Linked DNA regions of Mus musculus: region 2 is linked to region 1. The links are chromatin contacts, called in public promoter capture Hi-C maps. All regions are on one chromosome and are shown on one strand. Each heading gives the region's core, a stretch centred on a gene start, on an enhancer-like site or on the middle of the called end of the contact. The rest is flanking DNA. Distances are from core to core; before and after follow the strand shown.

Region 1 (4,790 bases), core at 978-3,477:
GCATCATTAAAGGGTTTTTAGCAAGTTGCTACTCAATGCAACACTAAACTGGTCTTAAGGGGATTCTAAAGAACTAATCGCTGTCTCCAGAAGCTGGATGTGGAAGTTAAGACATGAATAGCAGGAATGATAACACTACTAAAGCAGTCGCAGTATGGATTGCATTCAAATGACAGACACTGTGGGAGTGAGGAGGAAGAGGAGAAGGGAGAAGAGGAGGAGGAGGAGAAGGAGGAGGAAGAGTTACTTTGTTTTCCTCCTACGTGCAAAATGGGTCGTAATGGATAGTGTTCACTCTAACCCATCTGAAAAATCAGCATATGTGATGAATGCAGAGAACACAGAAGAGGGGCTAGCCTGTGAGAGGCCCTAGGCTTGCTGCTTGGGAGCAAGGGAGTGGTGGTGGTGGTGATGGTGGTGATGGTGGTGGCGGCGGCGGCAGCGGCGACAGCAGCAGCCACCGCTGATAAGAGAATGGAGGGATGTCCTCAAAACTGGAATGAAGCTGAAATTGCAGTTGTTTCAGCCTGCAAATAAGAAATGTAACCCCAAGCAGCATCTAAGCGCTACCACAGAGATATGTAGCACTCTTACATTGTTGAACAGAAGTTTAATGTAATCAAAGCAATATTTGAAACTACTAGGCAGCAAGTGATCACCTTCAAGCCCCATTTCAGCTGCTGTAAGCGCACAGCTGCGGGTGTTCCACCCTTGGGGCTGTTCGGGGAGGAGTGATCTTTGTGTTATGAGCATTCATTACGTGTTCACAGTATGCTGTGTACCAGGCTATCTGCAGCATTTTTAAAAAATCATAATAAAATACAAGTTTTTGCTAACTTGCCATTTAAAATAATTGGCTTTTAAGAGTGTAGCTCACGGGTATCAGCTACATTCACATTGTTATGCAGGTGTCATCTCCACATATTACGTTTCCTGTTGTAAACTGGACCCCTGTGAACTGAACCTCTGCCCCTTAAACAGTGACCCCCCCCCATTTCCTTTACCCTTTGACCTTTAGCAAGTGTTGGGTTTTCTATCTGTTGAATTTGGCCACTTGATAGAAGGACAGCCATACAGTCTGTGTCTTCTATGACTGCTTTATCTCATTTAGGATGCCTTCAATAGTCATGTGTGTTTTAGCCTGTCTTGGAATTGTTTTCCCCACTTAAACCTGGATAATATTCTATCAAATATTTCATTAAAATTTTTTGCTAAAGAAGATAACTTGTCCAAATCACAGAGCCAGCTAAAGAAAGAGCACAAAGATCTGCTGCAAGCTGCTTCCCGCCTGTCCACGCCCCCTGTGTAGCCGGCTCCATGTAGGTCTAGGGCCGGTCACCACATCTGGCACAAGGAGGCCATTGGAGGAGGATTTTCTATTGTTTATCTAACACCATTTCTCCAGCTTTTCTTCTTCTTTTAAGTATTGGTTTATGAATATGATAGGCCCACGCTATGTACATGTGTACATGTGTGTGTTTTGTGGAATTCATAGATGCTAAAAGTTGAAGGTTTGGCTGATGGCGCACACTTGCAGTTTTAACACTGGAAGACTGAGACAGAAGCGTCCTAAGTTCAAGGTCAACCCCGAGCTCTGTAGCTGGACCCATTTCTAAATAAAGAAATGGTTAAATAGGTTTAACTAAACTAAAAAGGATCTGGAGAGATCTGGGCCAAGGAAGACACTCTTCAGCCGCGCCTTAGCAGGAAGGCAGACACACAGGTAGATCCATCTCAGTGAACAGGAGGGGACCGGCTAGACACAAGCTAATGTGAACCTTTAGGAAGATTTCTTGTGGCTGAACGTATGGCTAGTCCATTAGGGATAATCATTCTTAGAGAGGACACAGGTTTGATTCCCGGCATCCAAATGGTGGCTCACAACCATCTGTAACTCCAGCTCCAGGGAATCTCATACCCTCTTCTGGCTTCTGTGGGCATCAGACATGTGCACAGCATGCAGGGAAAAACATCCATACACATTCAAATAAATTAATAAATATTTTAGAAAAACATTTTTAAAGAAAACAATTTCTTTTTTTAGGCCCTTACCCTAGTGAACTTTTTTGTTGTCTCTGTTTTTCGATGAGCTAAACCCACTCCTTCTAAGCGAAGACAAAAGTCCTTTGCCCATATAAAACTAGGCCGCATGGCAGCCTAACACCAAACACAGTGTGGCTGCCCAGTCTCTCCAGATAAACACAGGGAAAGGTCATCCAAACACAGGAAGACAGAGTCCCCTTCCCTTTTCCTTTGCCCCCTCCTCCTCCTTCCCTGGCTCTCTTATCCCTGGAGGGTGGACCCAGCCTTTCCCAACGTTTATTCTGAGAGCTCCAGTTCGCACAGTGGGACGTGCTCCAGACATGGGAATACAGCAGCGGGGCCAACCGGGAAAACCAAAAATATAAACGGAGAGATTTGCTAGATTTCTGTTCTCCCTTCCCAAATTGTGCCAGGAATGTGTGCTAGAGCTGCTTCTACTGTTCTTGGTGGAACTCGGCCCTTCCTGGGAGGAGGGCTTCTGGAGTTTATAGGACTTGCCGGTTTGCACAAAAGAAAGTTAGCCTGGCTTAGGATCTCCGGGCCTTGTGCTTGATCCAGCACAAGAATGCAATAAATGTTGAGAAACAATAGCTAAAGAGCCTTGCATCTCCAACACTGGCAATGAGTTTAACAAGTCCCCATCCCCCGTCCTCCCCCAATTACAGAGGAAATTAGAAAGCTAGATGTCCTTTAAACTTAACTGTTGCAATTTTGTATAACCGGGAATTCTGAAGTTCATAAATGAAGGGCATTTTACCTTCTCCTGACATATTGTGATCCAAACAGTGGCAAGGAAATAAACGTACCCTCCTCACCTCGCTGGGGAGGGAGGGGGAAAACGATGAATGCTTTGGGATTATGAGCTTCAGTGATTATAAATCAGCATCTGTGGTGAAATGTTCAGAGCTAATTTCAAAACAGACCCAGGGTTTGAAAGCAAAGCATAATGGTGACCTTTCTCATTTAGCTGTTGCTCAAACAAAGATATGTTCCAGCAATATCCGATGCTTCCTTCCTGCTGGGCCTCCACCCAATGCCATTTAAAACAGTGTGTCACATCCAAATGGGAGCAGAGGATGTGGCGTGGCTGAGTTTCAGAAGCCCTGTGTTTGTGCTTTATTATTATTTTCGAAGGTTTTTTTTTTAATGCTGTATTTGTTTTGTTTCCATCAACTTAGTGTTATGAGTTGGGTTTCATGAGATTAAATATGGGTGCCAATTCTACTTTTCTGTTTCCTTAGATTTTTATTCTTGTCACAAATGGCAATGTATTTGTTTTTCTTGTTTTTTTGTTTTGTTTTGTTTTTGCTGCTGTTGTTTGGTTTTGGTTTTCTAAGAGAGGTTCTCTCTGGTAGACCAGGCTCCTCTAGAACGCACTATAGTCCAGGATAGCCTCAAACTTGTTTATGGTCTTTTGACTTCTGCCTTCCAAATGCAGGCAGGGATGACAGATAGGAATTGCCACACCAAGTTCACTTCACGGGTTCTGAATCATAAGGATAGATTTTTGTTTGTTTGTTTGTTGTTTGTTTGTTTGTTTTGGTTTTTGAGACAGGGTTTCTCTGTGTAGCCCTAGCTATCCTGGAACTCACTCTGTAGACCAGGCTGGCCTCGAACTCAGAAATCTGCCTGCCTCTGCCTCCCAAGTGCTGGGATTAAAGGCGTGTGTCACCACCGCCCGGCCGATAGAAATTTGTTATCTCATGGCTCATTGTATTTTTATGAATTCTCTGGGGTGGAACAAACAAGCAAAGACGATTTTTAAAGAATCATTTACTTGTTTTGTGTAAAATGTTATAAACACAAATAAATAAAACTCCCAGGAAAGTATCTGAGAACGGAGGAAACAGGAGAGGGGTTCAGAGAGGAGAAGAGCTGAGAGTCCTGATTGAGAATACGTAAGCTGAAGAGGGCCAAAGACAAGCTGACTTTTAAAAGATTTATTTATTTTTATTTTATGTGTGTATATCTTGTCTGCATCTATGTATGTGCACCGCATGTGTGCCTTTCTAGTCCTCAAAGGAGGAAGTAGAATTCTAGAGGTTTGTGAACCCACCATCAACCAGCTGTGGTCTCCCTGCTTGAGCATGAATAGCCAAGGGACAGTGGAGAACAATCACACAAAAGACAGACGGATTTTGCCCAGGGTTCATGATCGTGGAGGCCTTTCTGTGCATGCTCTCCAAGAAAATCATCAGACATTTACCTCTGTCCTCCCGCTGTTCAGAAGCAGATCGCCATCTTCATCCCCACCTCTTCAATTATGGATGTTCTTTGTTTTGTACAAAATGGAATCTGCAAAGCTGTTTGTGAATGTTATGTGTTTTCTGTCTTCTTCTCTCATAGTATTTGTTTCTTTCTCTTCTTTCTGCTTTTTGTTTGTTTGAGACAGGTCTCACTGTGTAGCCCAGGAGGACTTTGAGCATATGGCCTCTCACGTGGTGGAATTGCTAGAATTCACAACAGGTCTAGCTTACCTCTTGTGCTTCTATGCTGTTCATTTATCTAAGACTTGAATTTTGACTCTCTCTCCCCTGTTTAGAAATCTTCACTATCAGTTTGCCCTTCTGTGGCCTGTCTCTCCCACCCTCCAATCTCACCAAGGTCCATGGTTTACCTATCTAATGCCATCTTTTTATTCTTCTCTCTTCTTCTCCAGAACCCCCCCCCCCACACACACACACACACACACAGACAGGCCTTTACAGCCCTTCTCAGCAGCAGATCTGGACAGAGAAGGGTGTGAG
Region 2 (4,984 bases), core at 2,027-4,526, 590 kb after region 1:
TCCTTTTGTGGTCTGGGTCTCCCGACAAGGTCAGAACCGATCCTAGCAGGTTAGCAGGATCAGTGTATGGCTTCAGTTGGTGGAGCTGTTAGAAGAATGGGTTGGGGCAGGGTGGGGTGTGGGCCCCTGGTCCTCATGGGCAGGAGCCAGAGAATTCTTTGTGTTAGAAGCCCATTAATTAGGGCATAAGCAGAAAGACTTTCTGGATCTCGCCTTAGCTGGGTGCAACTGTGACTAAAATCTCTTGGCAGAAGAGTGATATAGAGTCCTGTGGCATTGTGGGTGGCCGTTTGTAGAGTTGAAGCCAGGAGGTAGAAAGTCATAGAAAGTGGCTACTGCAGAGGTCTTAGAAGGAGAGTTGAGTTCAAATGGGGAACACGTGGGGGGCGTGGTAGGAGACAGCATTGGGAATTGTTTTCCATCAACAAAAGGTAGTTCTGAGGGTCATTTGGGAAATGAGGTCAGAGGAGATGCCAGGGGTCAGGAAGGAGTGGTTCTTTCTGAGTCAGCCACTCCCTGTAAGGAGTGGAAATGGAGTCTTGAACCTTCAGCACATTTCAAATGATGCACTGGCCTTGTGGCTCGGAGCACTGCTCCACCCCACCTGGAGTTCTGCCCACTGCAGTACACTCATCCCTCAAAAGCAGCTTTGCGTGTCATTTTCAGTGACATTATCCTCGGAAGGAAGATCTGACCCTCAGCTTCCTGTGCCAGGTCCCTTGTGTCTGATTCTTGGCTTCCTCAATTAGAACAGCCATGAGACCCAGCTCATATCAGCTAAGTCACGGGATTTGTGCTTAGGGACTTGCGTGTTACAGAGGCCTCAGCCATCCCTTGTTCCTCTTCCTTTTGAGTGCTGGTTTCATCGTCTCAGCCACATTGGTCCTTTTGGAAAAACACCGCCACCCTACCAACAAATAAGAGAAAAAACATGGCGGGGTGAAGTAACCACCAGGCTACAAGTCTCATGGTATTTTTACCAGAATGGGTTAGAGTATCTTCTTCCAGGATGGGTGAGGGGCCCTCTCCCAGGCCAGTGGTGGCCAGGAAGATGCTCCCTACCACACGCCTGTAGTGAAGATGGAACTGTCCTTGGGAAGCAAGGGTGGGAGGGGACTGGAGGTAGGGGTGAGGTGCTGGAGACACAGGTGTATATCACACCCACACTTACACCTTTGCAGGTTTCTGTCCTGTGTCTCCCGAACCAAACCTCCAGGCCACTGTTCCCAGCGACTCATTATTTCCCCTAGCTATGATGCCTCACTCTTCATGATTCAGTTCTGCTGCTCCAGCCCTTCCCTCACCCCGCCCAAACCCCAGTGAAACTGTCTTGAGAACAGCCCTGGGCCACAGTGTTTCTCATTTTGACAGAGGAGAAAACTCAAAGACAAAGAGGCAAACTAACTCACCCAGGCTGCAGAGCGGGAAAAGGCGGGGTCGGATGGCTAGGCAGTGTGTCTATCCCCAGAGCTTGGTGGCGTTGAACTGTGTGTGTGTGTGTGTGTGTGTGTGTGTGGTCTTCCCAGAGAATGTGCCCCGCTGGAGCCTCCATCCCTGCTTGCTGTCCCATGTTTCCTTAGGTCCTGAGGTGGCCCTTTGGCATGAATGTTAGCTCTTAATGATCTTTACAGTGTCACACCCTACAGGAGTGGGAAGCTCTCCTTGCAGCCTGGGGTAGACTTAAAGCAAATATTAATGGTAATGCAGATGCCATCTTTCTCTGAGTCTCCTGTCTCCTTCATGCAAATGAGAGTCTGGTGCATCCTCTGGGGGACTCTGATAGATGCCCCCTACTGTCCCTCCACTGCTGGCTTAGGAATTCCCACTGTCTGCATGTCCAGGCCCATTCTTGTACTTGATGTGAACTGTAGGCTCAGGTGCTCACACAGGAAACCCAGGGTCCCACTCCTCCCGGGTTAGATTAGCTTTTTTTTCTTCCTTGGAGAGCTGTTGAAATATGGGTTTCCACAGTAATGGAGGTTCTCAGCACATTCTAGGAGCTGGCTCTGAGCCTCCAAAATCCCTTTTCCAACATTTCCTGGGCTCTGGCTACTACAGCTTGTTCAGACCAGACTTGTAAGTCAAGTTACAGAAACACTCTTTCCATAGTTAGAGGGATGGTGGTTTTCAGAGCCCTGCCCAGACGGCTGGTATCAGTTCTGGCTGAGGAACTGAACTATGGCAAACTGTCATTGAGTTCTCTCAAGAGGACTGAAGAAGCCTAGGAGAGAGAGGTTCCTTTCCCTATCTGCTTTCTTCCCAAACCCCAGCCTCTCTGTGCCTCCTGCACCAGACCCTCGGTACTGAGTCTGCTCTTATTTTACAGGCCTAGATTAATAGCGTCTGGATGTAATTATAATGACAGCTAACATTAGCGCTGATTCCCCTGCCAGAGTGAGTTCCAAGTCCTTACAGATACCCACTCATTTGGTCCTTATTAACATCATGTGCCATATTATCCCCACTTAGCAGACAAGGAACCCAAGGTTCCACAAAGAATTAACGTCACTTGCCCAAGACCGCACAGCTGTTCAGAATTACTGTGGGCCTCTGGATGGAGGTGGTCAACTGGCCCAAGCTGTGAAGCACTGTTGTAACAGCTCTTAATATCGAGACATAGTGACAGAGCCACATGTGGTGGCATATGCCTGTAACCCCAGCACTTGGGAGGCAGAGGCAGGAAGTCTAGGTATACAAATCCACCCTTAGCTACACGATTCCACATCAGCCTGGGCAGCATTAATCTCATCTCAAACAGCAACAACAAAATGCTAATGATGAGAAAGATGTAACTAGACTCAGATTCCCCAAAAGGCATCATTTTATAATGATTTATGAATTTTATAGCCAGTCTCCAGTTTAGGTGGACAACTGTGGGTCTCACCTACCTTCTCCAGACACTCAGACATCAGCTCTCTGCATCTCATCTCAGACTCTATGTTGACGATGGGACTTGGATGCTAAGTTGCATATGGATTTGGGCTAGAGGGTGACCTTGCTCTAGGAGTTACTAACTCTGTTTAAAGTTAGGAAAACCATGGGGTAGATGGTATGGGTCCTGCCTGCCCCTGCCTCCGTCCTATAGGATTGTGGATGGTTTCAGCTCCTGGAACGAAGCTACAGGACTTGATCCAGAACCAAGTAACCTCCTTTTGTTAGGAGGTTGAGCCCAACTTAGTTGTGGTTGGCATGATCGATAGCTGGACTCTATACCAGGCCTCTATCTCCTTCCCCTCCAGACAAGATGGAGAGGCATGCTGTGAGAAGCTGTCCTTTGGACATGGCATGACTGCTGGACTCGTGAACCCAGCAGCAATGGTCACCTACGCAAGACCTGCACAAAATTAGGCCAGTTAAAAAGTCCAGTATGGAGGGCCAGGTGTGGTGGCACATACCTTTAATCCGAGCAATTGACAGGCAGAGCTTTGAGTTTGAGGCTAGGCAGATCTAGCAAGCTCAGGGCTACATCAAGGGCCATACAGAGAAAACCTATCTCTAATTAATTAATTAATTGCAAAAGACTAGCACAGAGGAGGGAGGGCTCCCAAGGCCCCACCCCTAGCTGAAGAGCCATTGGCGGCTGATGGCTGCTGAGGGAGAGTCACTTTTCTTTAAGAATTTTCTTGCTGTCACTTTCCTTCTGGCAGCTGAGGAGCCTACACCTCAAAGGGCTGGTGTGCACTTTATGCACGCCCAGTGAACTAAGCGAGCCAGCAGGCGGGGTGTACTGCTGTCAAAAGCAACGCCTGCTGTCCCGTGCTGATAGAAGGGATGGGGATGACGTAGGTCCAGCCCTCTTTGAGATGCATCGAATGCAAGCTGGATAAGGTGGCTCGTGCCTATAATCCCAGCCCTTGAGAGGCAGAAGCAGCAGGAGGATCAGGAATCCAAGGTCATCCTTGGCTACAGAGTCAGTTTGAGGCTAGCCTGGGCTACACAAGACCTGTCTCTAACAGCAAGCTTCATTAATTCATATATGTGATTAAACAGTAAGAGTTTTAGAGGGTACCCACTCCCTCCAAAAAACAGACACCAGCTACTCATGAGGTGGCCCTTGGGGTGATCTTGCGACATCCCCTTTGGAATCTGAGAGTCATTGCATAGATTCCCCACAACAGTGTATGGTCTGTGTTTTTTAAAGTCTGGTCTCCATCTCAAGCTACTAGGGAGGGCACAGGTCAATACTCTCCTTTTCCTCTCCTCTCTGGGTTGTCATCCTGTCACCTCTATCTCCTGTAGCACCCAATTACAGCCTGTTTGTGAACACAGAAGGAAATAGCAGTAACTATGGATTTTCCTCTAAGGAGTTGGGACAAAAGTCACGGAAGAGCCAGCTGAGTTTGTAGTTAGGATAGCAAGTAAGAGTGTGCGATGCTTTAAAGGAAAATGTACATTGTAGCCAACACTGAGAAGGGTGTGTGGGGAGCAGGGGTCTGGATATTGGGACTTCAGTGAGGAGAACACAGCAGCACATAGGGGAATAGCTTTCTGGGTATGAGCAAATAAAATTTCTGAGGAGTATAGTAGAGCTGGCTGTCCATGTTCAGATCTCCTACATTGTCCCTGCTCAGACCTAGCAGAGAGCCTAGGGTGTGGCGAAAGAGGTGTGAATGAGTCCGCTGGTCTTAGGATTCAGTACAGCTACCGAGAAAGCCCCCGAATTATAGGCTTCATGAGGCTTGACAGTGACATAGAAAATGGGGACCAAGCTGGGCGGTGGTGGCACACGCCTTTAATCCCAGTACTTGGGAGGCAGAGACAGGCGGATTTCTGAGTTTGAGGCCAGCCTGGTCTACAAAGTGAGTTCCAGGACAGCCAGGGCTACACAGAGAAACCCTGTCTCAAAAAAGAAAGAAACTGGGGACCAGTTGTTCTCCTGCTGGTGTGTGGGCTCCATGGGTATCAGAGCCCCAGCCTGGTTCCTGCCTTCTCAGCTGTTGTTTCTCACTATGGCTTCCCCCTCATGGTCCTGGATATCATCGAG

Evidence for each region. Capture Hi-C pulls out chosen DNA fragments and counts their contacts.
Region 2: a contact with region 1 is called in a promoter capture Hi-C map of liver, with 2.7 times the contacts expected there. The contact joins two enhancer-like sites.

The regions. Positions count from the first base shown.
Region 1 is chr3:121,912,359-121,917,148 of GRCm38.p6, forward strand. All of the region lies in intron 1 of Gm34119 (a long non-coding RNA gene), which reads left to right. Among named protein-coding and RNA genes, the nearest start is that of Gm34119, 11 kb to the left of the region's middle. Within about 2 kb of position 2,228, at least 40 of the 459 cell types and tissues checked have an H3K27ac peak or open chromatin away from gene starts, as enhancers often do. A contact at or near this core is called in liver, where this site is marked.
Region 2 is chr3:122,497,400-122,502,383 of GRCm38.p6, forward strand. All of the region lies in intron 3 of Bcar3 (breast cancer anti-estrogen resistance 3), which reads left to right. Among named protein-coding and RNA genes, the nearest start is that of Gm34349, 20 kb to the left of the region's middle. Within about 2 kb of position 3,277, at least 11 of the 459 cell types and tissues checked have an H3K27ac peak or open chromatin away from gene starts, as enhancers often do. A contact at or near this core is called in liver, where this site is marked.